2 separate regions of the Mus musculus genome follow, and region 2 is linked to region 1. The links are chromatin contacts, called in public Micro-C maps. All regions are on one chromosome and are shown on one strand. Each heading gives the region's core, a stretch centred on a gene start, on an enhancer-like site or on the middle of the called end of the contact. The rest is flanking DNA. Distances are from core to core; before and after follow the strand shown. Region 1 holds the start of Vdr (vitamin D (1,25-dihydroxyvitamin D3) receptor). Region 2 holds the start of Asb8 (ankyrin repeat and SOCS box-containing 8).

Region 1 (5,877 bases), core at 1,458-3,957:
TTCTGTTTTGAGACAAGATTTCTCTGTGTATCCCTCCCCATCCTGGAACTCACTCTAAGACCAGGCTGGCCTGAAACTCATAGATCCACCTGCCTCTAAAGTAATTTAAAGCTACTAGTTCTGAAGTAGAGTTCCCAGAGAATGTTGTCTGTTCTCAAGGCTTCCAGGAAAGAAAGTCTGAGAATGTAGCCTTCCTTCCAGGACCTACCCAGGTATGTGTGAGGTCAGGAGACAATGACCTTCTTTCTAGAAGAAGAGAGGGGGAAAGAAATCTTGCTTTTCCCACTGTTACAAAGTTACTTTTCTGAGAACAAAGCTGGGGGTAGAACAAATTCTTATTCAACATAAATACAAAGTATCTTGTTAGAAGGTGAGAAACCCTGGGCTAGAGGAACATATACTACAGCGGCTCATTGTTGCCGGGAGATGGTGGAAAGGGTTTGATGGACAGAGACAAGGAGGAGACTAGAGTCTGGAGAGCCAGGTGAGAGGAGGTGGTCCGGGAATTGGGGGAGTCTCGGAGGACATCACTAGGGGTGTGGTTATTGGGCCAATCACGGAGTGTGTTAAACACAGCAAGGACACCTAGAACCTTGACAAACCTAGCACATCTGACTTCTTCCTGGCTGTTTTTTTTCTTTAATTAACACCAAGGGCATGTATCTATCTATCTATCTATCTATCTATCTATCTATCTATCTATCTATCTATCTATTCATTTATTTATTTTTATTTTATGTACATTGATGACTTGATTGAATGGATGTCTGTGTGAGGGTGTTGGATCCCCTGGAACAAGAGTTACAGACAGTTGTGAGCTGCCAGGTAGGTATTGGGAATTGAACCCTGGTCCTCTGGAAGAGCAGACAGTGCTTTTAATGGCCAAGCTATCTCTTTGCCCCTCTCCTCACATGGTTGGTTTTTCTAGACTGTGATCCAATAGGTGAAAATTACTTGGGATTTTTTTTTTTTTGAGAGGCAGTGTGAAATGATGGAGGTCAGTCATAAAGAAGACGGGGTTCAAGTGGTTCTGTCATTGCCCAGCTGCAAAAATGCCAAGTTTTAAGATGGGGGGGGGCGGAGTTTTTGCTGCTCTGTCTTGAAAGATTGACATGAAGGTTGAATAAAACATCCAGAGAACATGCTACCCTATGTGAACTTCCAGCTCACGGCTGTGAAAAAGATTCCCAGTAAGGTCAGTATGGCTTATGTAGGTGCACATCTTCCATCGCCTCCTGCAGAGGCTCACGGGGGGGGGGGTTGGGGGGGTTGGGGGGGTTGGGGGTGGGGGGGGGGATTTCAAAATGCCCTAAGGTGTTGGCTGTTGAGACTCCCTCCTGTGCTTTTCTTCTTGAGAGAGTCAGCTTTCCCCTGATGTTCTAGAAAGTGATTCTTTCATTTAGAATAAATGATTTCTTTTTTCATTTAGAATAAACACCAGCCTGGGAGGGCTCCCAAAAGGCCTCTTCCATTCATTCATTGAGTTTAAACACCATGTGTCACATGTTTTCTGAAAACGTTGAAGCCTTCCCAGAATGTTTCCACTACCGTCTCTTAAAGAGCTCCTCACAGCTTCCCCTCAGACCCCACTGTCTGGAAGCTCTTTCTTCTATTTAGCCTCCGTTGGTTTCTTGGGGACAGTCAGCAAGAGCTGGAAGGGGCAGTATTTCTTCCACTCTAACACCTCTGTGTGAGGAATGAGAAGTGCACTAACCGCCAGGCTGGGCTCTCATCCTCCACTGGTCCACGGCTTGGTCTGTGCAAATCACTGGGTTCTCCACCTCCCTGTCCCCACTGAGCCTCCTAAACATTATCTTTCCTAACTACAGGAGGTCACCAACTGTCCAGTGACATTGGGGGTATCTGTATTCTAGAACACCCTTATGTTTATTTATGCATACATCTCCTACTCAAAAAAGGGACCCCTATAGACTGCGGAGCACGGAGCGTGTGAGTAGAGTAATCTTTATCCAAATTTTTCTACAATGAGTTCTCAGGAGCCATGCACAGTTCCAGGTCTTGAGGTGAACTTTGTGCCTTTCCTTCACACCAGGGTCTCGGTGGCAAGGGATGATCTGGGAGGCAGAGACCTCAGAAGCTACAGCAAGGCTTGCTGGAATGAGATGCAATTAGCCAGGAACATGCTCCGTCGGTGTAGTTAGCAGAAGAACGTCAGGTAGGAGAGAGGACGCAACTCCAACCTCCAATCTGGTTTTCTTGGGCTAATCCTAACCAGTAGAGTCCGGCTGAGCGCCCTGCAGGAGAAACTCACCTGAGGTTCCCCATCCGGCGCGCGCAGAGAACGGCTCCCTGCAGCGCGCCGCGGGCGTCGGGGTCCCGGGTCAACTCAGGTACGGGTGACACACCTGGGGGAGGCGTTTACAGCAGATTGGGTAGAACCACGGCGGCAGGGGTGGGTGGTGGCTACATCACGGATCATCACAGGCAGAAACGTGGATTTGCACACACGACATCATCAAATACTGTTCCACGGAAGGCAGACGCCTGTGCTGCACTGTGGCTGGCGGTCCTGGAGCCCCTCACAAGGCAGGGCCTCCAAGGCGACAGTGCAGTGGTTGATTCCAAGTCAAGAAAGTTTCAGGGCTTCAGAGGACTGAACTTAGTGGGCGTGGTTGAGGGGCAGGGCGGTCCGGGGGCGGGGCCTTGCGGGGGCGGGGCCAGGTGCTGAGCAGTCTCTGCTTGTCAAAAAGCTGCTGCCGAGCCCTAAGCACGGGAAGCGCCGAGCTGTGTGTCCACCGCCAGACCAGGTGCGGATCGGGGTGCAGGGGGAAGGGGGTTCTGGGTGAGTGGTTAGACCCGGGGCAGGCGTCTGGGATCTAGAGGTCTCAGCGTTCGGGTGCAAGCGCTAGAGTCCAAGACTCGGAAAGCAAAGTTGGCGACTGAGATCCGGGCTGTGGTGCCATGAGGTTGGGACTCTGAGAGGGCACCCAAGTCTGAGAAAGCTGAAGTTCGTACGAGGCTGGCGAGGGGACAGCCACCTCCGCGATGCTCAGGCGGCTCAGCGTGGGAGTCCTTAGCTAGGAGGGTGCTCAGCGCTGGACAACAAGAAGCGTTTGTTTCTTTCCTGGGACGGGCGCTTTGACTTGGAGTGGAGGAGTAAGAAGGGAGTGATTGGCTGTCGATGGTGCTAAGGTCTCTGGAGGTGGAGTGTGTAGAGCCTGTTTATTACTTCGCGGAGCCATGTGTGATCACCAGTGATAGTGGAGTGGAATCTTTTATATGGAGTTTTTTCCTTTTGTGCTTGCCTTTCTAAAACCGCCGGTGCTTTGAGACCAGTGTGCTAGGTTTCTCTTTCAGGAGAGCCTGTCCACAGATGTCCAGAGGGACTCGAGGGTGAGCGTGGAAATTGAGAAAGGGGTTTTAAGGACTAGTTTCTGTTTGGAGAGTGAAGGGACTTGGATGCAAGAGGCGAATCTAGGTAGGATCTGCGTGTGATCTCCAAGTCCACTGTCTCCACTATGACTATCCCCTACCTGAGGCTGAATCTGCCTGGGCTCTGGGAGCCTTGGCTCTCTGAGTCTGAGCAACCCTCCTCCTCCTGCTGTTCCTCCTCCTTCTGCTCCTCCTCCTCTTCCTCCTCCTCCTTCTCCTCCTCCTCCTCTTTGTGGTGAATGAGTCAGCCTCCTGTCTGGGCCCAGCAGCGGTAAGAGGGGCCAGAGCCTAGGCAAGCAGTTGGGCAGGCATTTTCTGGGCATTGCAAATGTTCCCTTGGACAGAGTTCAGGTCTGCCTCGATGCCCCGAGGAAAGCCATCTTCTTCATGACACAGGAGGTGGGGGGGGGGGGAATGTCAGCAAAGGCTGATGGGCAAGGGATGATTCCAGGAGATGGCCACGAAGAGACAGTGGCTTTGTGGTAAATCCTCACCTCTTCCTATTCTTAAGAACTAGAGGCACATCCCAGTACTGTGGAGTTACCAGGCACTGGTTCCATTTCTACCTTGTCAGGTACCCATCTTGTCCCGTAAGGCAGGCATGCAGGAGAAATCAGAAGGCCGAGGGAGCAGAAAATGCAAGGAATGCTCTCCCCAGGCTAGGGAGGAAGAGTGGACTTCTGAGGGGCAGAGAGCAGTTGTCTGGACCCAGGACCGTCAACTCTGTAAACTAAGGGTTTTTATATTTGGGGGCCATCTCTATTCCTTCTCTAGCTGAAGACTGGAGAGAATAGTGTGTGCAGCCAGAACAGGAGACAGTAGGAGTGAAAGTGTCTGCCTTTGTTTTGGATACTAGAGACCCCTTGAGCAGAAATAGGTGACCCGTAGCCTTTTCTACCTTGTGTGAGGGACACAGGGAGGACAACAGGGACATTGCTTCAAACTGCAAAAAGTAGGAATCCCCAGTCAGTACTCCTGGTCAACTGTGATTTGCTTCCTGACCAAGATAGAGAAGGGAAAGGAGAGAAAGGAAGAAAGTGGGGCAGCTTAGCCGACCCCCACTCTTCTCCAGGCACAGTCATAAGTCTGCGTATACTCTAGCGGCCCTGGTGCGTTGGGCTCTACTTATTTATAACATGATCTATTAGTCTCCCTCCCCCGCCCACCTCTGAACTGATCTCTTGGAGGGACTGAATCCCCTGGGAAGCCCCTAGAGACCCCCTGGCCCTCTGCCGTAAGCACAGATTGTAGATGTGCAAATCCTAGGCTTTCAGTAGAGGAAGGCCTAGGGTCTAAATAGGTAGACCGAGAAGTCACCCAAGACAGGAGAATGCTGCTGTTGAGTGTTGCATCCTATATCTTAGAAATTGTCTGAGATCAGCCTCTTGGCTCCTACCGTCTACACAGCAGCTAAGCAAGGCTGGGGTGCCAGGATCTAATTTGTAGTTGGATCGTGGGCTTCTGCTTGCCACTGTTGTGAATTCATTTGGGGTGCAGGTAGAGGGAATAAGGACATGGCCATATTCGACTGAGAGCCTTCTGTGTGTCCCAGCATGGTGGCAGCCCCCTGTCCCAAGAGATGCCAGCAAAGCAGATCTGTTTGACTCGATTCAGCCTCCAAATCAACCTCCAGAAGGGACAGCAGCCCTGGCACTGTCTTCCATTGCTCTTCAGTTCGGGAGGCTCTGACTGGGCTGCAGCCAGCCTGGCAGCAGCTTTCGACTACCAGGACCTCACTTTTAATTACACTTCTCTCCTGTTTGTCCTTAACATTGCTTCATGTCATTGCCCGATGAACACACACACACACACACACACACACACACACACACACACACACGCACGCACAGAGCGACTTATGATTTATTATCTAAACTGGGTTTCTCATGAGTGAGTGAAGGGGGTTTTGTGTGTGGCTATGCCAAGACATAAACCCAAACCAGAGTAAGCTGGATACCTTACCATCCAAACCCAGGAGAGGTCACTCGGAGTGATAAAGGGACAAGAGGGTCGGGAGAGACTTGAGGCTGAGGTGAACGTGGGGCAGCCTGATCCCAAGGGCAATCACAACACCTCAGCCCACTCTCTGGCCTGGTCAGCCAATCCCTGGCCTGGTCAGCCAATCCCTGGCCTGGTCAGCCAATCCCAGGCCTTCCTTAAGGGTAGCAACGCCCCTGGACACCTCATCTCCAGACTCAGCCTACCGCTGAAATGACTTTCTTTTGTCCTTTGCTTGTCCTTATCCTGCCCTTACCTTTGGTTTTTCCTGTGCCACGGCAGCTCAGAAAGGGACAAGAAGACCTGCCAGCTCTTCTTTAGCTTCCCCAAGGGAACTGGGATAGAGTTAAACTAAGAGTTGGCCGCATGCTTCCTCTTTCCTGTTTCCTATAGCTGCTTTCTTGGTCCCTCCAGCTTCCCAGACCTCTGGGGACTCTCCCATGTCCAAAAGAAGTCCCTCTCTAATGAGAGTAGACAACCAGGAAG
Region 2 (5,877 bases), core at 1,392-3,891, 240 kb before region 1:
TTGTCTGTCCCTAACTTCAGCCTTCTGGTTCCCCCATGCCTCTAGACTGCTTTTTAGGCGGTAGGCAACTCCGTGTTGCCTGCCTGTTACGTGGCCCAAATTTGGTCCAAGGAAATTCTGATATGTTCATTCTCTGCAGCTGCAGCTCTCTCCCGCTTAAAAGCATGAATGATATCGGGGTTATTGACTTGACAATATCAGGGAACACCTTTCAAACTCTCTGGTGCCAAAGAAGCTCATTTGCTTGAGAAGAAAGAAATATTTGGGCGGCAGGTCAGGCGGGAGTCAACAGCACTAGTCTCCCCTTTGAAGCTCTAATAGCTCTCCGTCTATGTGCTCTTGGTTTCGTTTTGGGTAGAACTATTCTTCACCGTGCACCTTGGACATAAAGCCTTGTTGATATGATCATCCTCTGTCTTCCAATCCTTAATGAAAAGGAACCACACTTCATCTCTGTCCCCCGAAAAGCTGAGGCCCTAGGAAGTAAACGCTCAGTAGAAGTCCCGACAAATCTCAAGCAAAGTCTCCAAACACCTCAAGACAACCTGGGTGGGCAGCCTATTTTATTACCACTAGCAAAATGCAATCACTCACACATTTAGAAAATACTGATTTTTTCCCCATAATCTAAAAGCTTTAATATTTACTGCTCAATAAATTTGGGGATTGCGTAGAGGAAAGGAGAGCAACCATCAGGACATAGAATTGTCTTCTCAAAAAAAAAAAAAAATTCCCAGTGCAACAGGAATTAGAGACATTTTTTGAATAGTTTGTCTAAAAAAGAAGAAAACCAAGAACAACATAAAATAGAAAAAAGGACAAAAACAATATTAGATTTTATTTTATTTTTTTGGTTTTTGAGACAGGGTTTCTCTGTGTAGCCCTGGCTGTCCTGGAACTCACTCTGTAGACCAGGCTGGCCTCGATCTCAGAAATCTGCCTGCCTCTCCCTCCCAAGTGCTGGGATTAAAGGCATGCGCCACCACTGCCCGGCTCAAATATTAGATTTTAAATGTGACAAGAAGTCAATGTTTTACAAATAGGCAATGTTATAAAGATTTCATGTTACTATTCTAATTTTTCTGTATGTTTGAATATTTTTATAAAAATATTAAAATTTAAAATTGAGAATCATTATTGTCCTTATCTTTCTTCAGGAAGAAGAAGAAAAAAAAATAGAACAGACACTGTAGGCTTTGCAATTTTATAATGAAGTGCTCTCAAGCTCCATTTTGTAGTACAGTACCATGACGATAGCTATACAGCGGTTTGAAATTGGGCAAGTGAGAAAGCATTTGGGAAGCAAGACTTTGTTTTTTACTTAAAATCAAATTTTCTAGAAATAGAAGGATATTTAAGTATTATTACAGCCAATGAAAGACCCACAATGTGAGGGCTCCCCCACGTTCTGACTCAGGAGAGGCGACACCCCAAAATCACCCACAAGAAACGGGTCTTGCTGCAAATTGCAAGAGGATTTTTATTCAAGAGCGCTCTCGGGCCCATGGTCATACACCACGCAGGGGTAGAGGACCGTGGCGCCCTGAGTAGCTGGGTAAGGGGGTATTTAAAGGAAGAAACCGAAACTTAAGGAAGTGGGGAGGGTGTTGTTGGAAGATACCAAAGATACCAGTTAAGAGTCACAAGGAAGTGTAAAGTTACAAGAGTCACAAGGAATACCTGGTAATTGTTAACTCTCAAGACAGCTTCTAAGAGCCTCTAACAATAGCACATTTGCATTGCAGGTTCTGGTAATGGCCAGGGTGACTTTCTTTGAATGAGCACTCTTTGAACCCAGGAAGCGGGTGGGTAGAGGAATGTTGCTCTCTTTTTTGATTAGCATACCTTTACAAAGGCCACATTCCCAAGCCTGGGCCTAAAGGCCTAGAATTCTGTTTTTACGTTGTTATACTTTCACCAACACTCAAGAAAGATAATACTCGGAGAAATTGAGCGAAATACATCAGTCTCAAAGCCAATGCCCGAACCCTGTACTCTTCCTTCTGTGTTGGGTCATTGAACTACAGCTGGCCCAGAACCTCCGAAGAGAGGTGACTGCCACCCTCCAGGTTACAGTACTTCATCTTGCTAGATCCTTAGACCCTCTGCTGTGTACAAGTGCAAACCTGCTTTTGTTATGTAGTGGGTAAATTCTGAGAGAGAGAGAGGGAGAGAGAGAGAGAGAGAGAGAGAGAGAGAGAGAGAGAGAGAGAGAGTTAGTTCAAATAAGCTGGGCTTCCTCAAATCAAGATTGAGAGGCAGTCACCAGCAGCTTGCTCTGTCAATTATGTGACGCTTGTACTCTGAAATGGATGATGCTAAGCAGAGAAGACGGTGGGGATGTGGTGCCAGGACTGTTTGCAGATATAGACTCTGGGAGGCAGACTAATGGGATGCCCTGGTCCACACAGACGCAGACTTATAAGAATAGGCTTAAAATTCGGGATTTTCCTCCACCATTGGACCAGGACACGAGGCCAGAGGCTAGGAGTGATCTAGCGATCGCGCCCACGTCCTATAAGCAGCGACAGGGGAATGCGTCCAGCTCCTTAGGAAAGTTTTAAGAACCCACCAACGTCCACAGTCTGCGCAGGCGCACTCGGCTCGCTCACACTGGCCTGCGCGCAGGCGCCCACGCACTCGGCCGGCTTGCGCTGTAAACCCCGGGGCTGATGCGAGCCGCTTCTGCTTCCGGGTCACGCCTTGACAGCGGCTTCCCGGACCGATCTGACCCGCGGTTCGGTGAGTGCGGCCGTGAGTGCGGGACGGTGTTGAAGCCAGCCCCCCTCCCCACCCCCAAGTCGGTGCTTCGCAGCCTGTGAACGCCCCTTAGCCGCCTGCCCGGCCTCTGTGCCTCCGGACCCGGCCACCGTTCCCGGCCTTTGCGGGTGGTGGGGGCGGGGGCTGGTCGGCGCCCCGGGGTGCAGGCTGAGACTCCCGGGACTCGCCCGGATTGCTGTGAGCGCCCGGGGGTCCCTGCCGCAAGGGACGCAGCAGCCCTGGCCTTTGCTGCCCTGGCCCCCGCCCCTCTCCGTCCGTCTGTCCGTCCAGACCCGGCAGCTGCGAACCTCCAGCTGTCCGCGTCCTGGGATTGGGAGCCTCCGGCCAGGCCAAGGGTCACCGCGGGGGCGAGGCCGACGCCGGCCCTGAGCAGGGTCTGTTGAGTGTATTTGTGCATTGCTTTAAAAAAAAAAAAAAAAAGTTTTCTGTACATTCCATAGGAGGGAGAAGAAAAAACAGGGCATGGAGCAAACGAGTCACAGCTGAGGGAAGGACCCACCGGGGTCAGATTGCAGGGTTGCTGGCCTCGGGGGCCACAGGGAAGTTGATTATCTTGATCTATCCTGACAGCAGATGCTGTCCTTGCGAAAGGCACACAGTTTCACCTGGAGCTTCAAGGTAGAGTTCTTAGCCTGGAAGCCAGGAACATCCATAAAATGAGTGCAGGGTTTAGTGCCATCTGCTTAATGTACCAGGAACTTACACAACCACATCAGGTCAAGCCTTCTGCTTTGTCCCCTCTGACCAACACCGTTGCTGAAACCCGGACTATACCTTTGCGCCCACCCCACCTCCCAACCCCATGCTTTTTTGTCCCCTTTGTTACAAAGTTTAAGAAAAAAAAAACAGGATTTGCCGAATTCTAAGCCATACCCACAGCCTCGCATACCTTTCAGACAGCTGTTAATGGCTACTGATTAGCAAAAAGAAACTAGAGTTTATACTACATTATCGAATGTATAAAGGGATAACCCATCGCAAATTTGCGCTTCTTAGTAGTTGCATGTGTAATTATATATATATATTCTACAGTAAAGCTTTTGCTTCTGAGTCACACCCTGACAGCAACTTACCTAACCCAGGGGTTTGGTGAGTCCGATCCTGGGTGCTTGATGCTGTGATGCCAATTCAAATATGGATTTAACAAATTTATATTGAGGACCAGCATGTGCCAGGCACTACTTAAAAACCTTCTCATAACCTTTACTCTTAGGGGTGGGGTTGATTTTTTTGTTTGTTTGTTTTTCGAGACAGGGTTTCTCTGTGTAGCCCTAGCTGTCCTGGAACTCACTTTGTAGACCAGGCTGGCCTCGAACTCAGAAATCTGCCTGCCTCTGCCTTCCAAGTGCTGGGGATTAAAGGCGTGTGCCACCACGCCCGGCATTCTTTCCAGTTTTTGATAGGTGCTTTTTTTTTTTTTATAAGGATGCACCACCTCAATAGCTGTTATTTAACACATCTTCCATAGTTAAAGCTTTTATTGTAGTTGAATCTAAATACGTTGAATTATTTTCTTTCACCGCTCATCCTAGAATTCTCTACCATAACGTAGTTTCAACACATTTGCACAGCCATATTTCTCAGGCATGTTGACTAGCCAGTTATTAAAATGTTTTTATTTTAAATCTGCTTATTACCCAGAATTGGAAGTATTTTTTTATTGGCTTGAAGTTTTAAAGATTTGTGTTGATTCCAGAGTGGTTCTATGCTTACTTTCCCCACTGCCCGGCTTTTTTTCTCCTTTGAATATTTGAAAATATTTTACGGGCTGGTGGGATGGCTCAGTGGGTAAGAGCACCCGACTGTTCTTCCAAAGGTCCAGAGTTCAAATCCCAGCAACCACATGGTGGCTCACAACCATCTGTAACGAAATCTGACGCCCTCTTCTGGTGTGTCTGAAGACAGCTACAGTGTACTTGCATGTAATAAATGAATGGATCTTTAAAAAAAAAAAAAAAAAAAGAAAATATTTTACAGATGACTTATCATAGGATAGGTTTATTCCATTGCCTCCCCTTCCACACAGGCATCACACTTTTTCATAGTCTGTCAAGCGACCAGTATTTGTTAAACATCTACGTTGTATGGGATGTGGTGGCTGGCTTTACTGAGCAGAGAAGACAGAGAAACGATGATATGTGCATACGTATATTGTAAGACAAGGGTGTAAGGAACCTGAAGGTGCTACCAGGAAAAAAATAGCAAAAATTCAGAGCAGGAAGAGAGTGGCATGTTCTCTTCAGCCTTCAGAGACTCCTTGCTAGCCTTTGAAGGCCGTGTTGCGCTCCAGGAGGGTCTTAGGACCTGACCCTTGGGGGGATCTTGTCAAATGAGAGAGTAGAATGTGCTGGGCGTGGTGGCGCACACCTTTAATCCCAGCATTCCGGAGGCAGAGGCAGGCGGATTTCTGAGTTCGAGGCCAGCCTGGTCTACAGAGTGAGTTCCAGGACAGCCAGGGCTGCACAGAGAAACCCTGTCTCGAAAAAAGAAAAAAAAAAAAAAAAACCAAGAGAGAGAGAGAGAGAGAGAGAGAAAGAATGTGGACCCAAGGGTCAGAATGTCCAGGGTTACTTAGCATCCTAACAGTTGTTATAGTCTAGTGCCTTACTATCCCAAGAGGTGACACCGAATAATCACTGATATGTTCTTGGAATCTGTTTTTGGGAGTCCTCAAAAAAAAAAAAAGCTTACCCGTATCGTAAGGAGAGGCCAACTCAGTGGTACTGTACGTGTCTACTTTGTTTCAGGCAGTTTGGAGCATGTGAACACACTCTGAGCCTTGATGAGTTCCAGCATGTGGTATATTATGCAGAGCATTCAGAGCAAATACTCCCTCTCCGAACGCCTGATCCGAACCATCGCTGCCATCCGCTCCTTCCCACATGACAACGTAGAGGACCTCATCAGAGGGGTGAGTGGGTTGCTGCTGGCAGAGCAGGCCTCTGAGGTGGGCCGGGGGAGGGGGGAGGGAGAGGGGTGGAGGGATGGAGAGGAGGGAAGAGGGGTGGGGACAGGGGGTGGGACCCTGCCTTGGTTTAGCACATAGTCGGTTCCTCGGTGGTTTTAGGCTGACTAGTAAAACATGTTCTCCCCAGT

What was found. A called contact is a pair of places that touch in the nucleus more often than the background predicts.
Region 2: a Micro-C map of the HL-1 cell line shows a contact between it and region 1, with 2.9 times the contacts expected there. The contact joins the promoter of Asb8 here to the promoter of Vdr in region 1. A contact is called at or near these places in 3 of 39 promoter capture datasets (the 3T3-L1 cell line, hippocampal neurons and liver), 1 of 484 Hi-C or Micro-C datasets (the HL-1 cell line), 2 of 115 datasets of contacts at active chromatin or transcription factors (both in embryonic stem cells) and 1 of 9 other capture datasets (adipose tissue).

Annotation. Positions count from the first base shown.
Region 1 is chr15:97,905,126-97,911,002 of GRCm38.p6, reverse strand. Vdr (vitamin D (1,25-dihydroxyvitamin D3) receptor) reads left to right here and starts at 2,707. Exons shown (of 10, transcript NM_009504.4): 1 at 2,707-2,768.
Region 2 is chr15:98,142,466-98,148,342 of GRCm38.p6, reverse strand. It overlaps Asb8 (ankyrin repeat and SOCS box-containing 8), which reads left to right and starts at 2,641. Exons shown (of 4, transcript NM_001170710.1): 1 at 2,641-2,742; 2 at 5,529-5,692. The coding sequence starts at 5,564.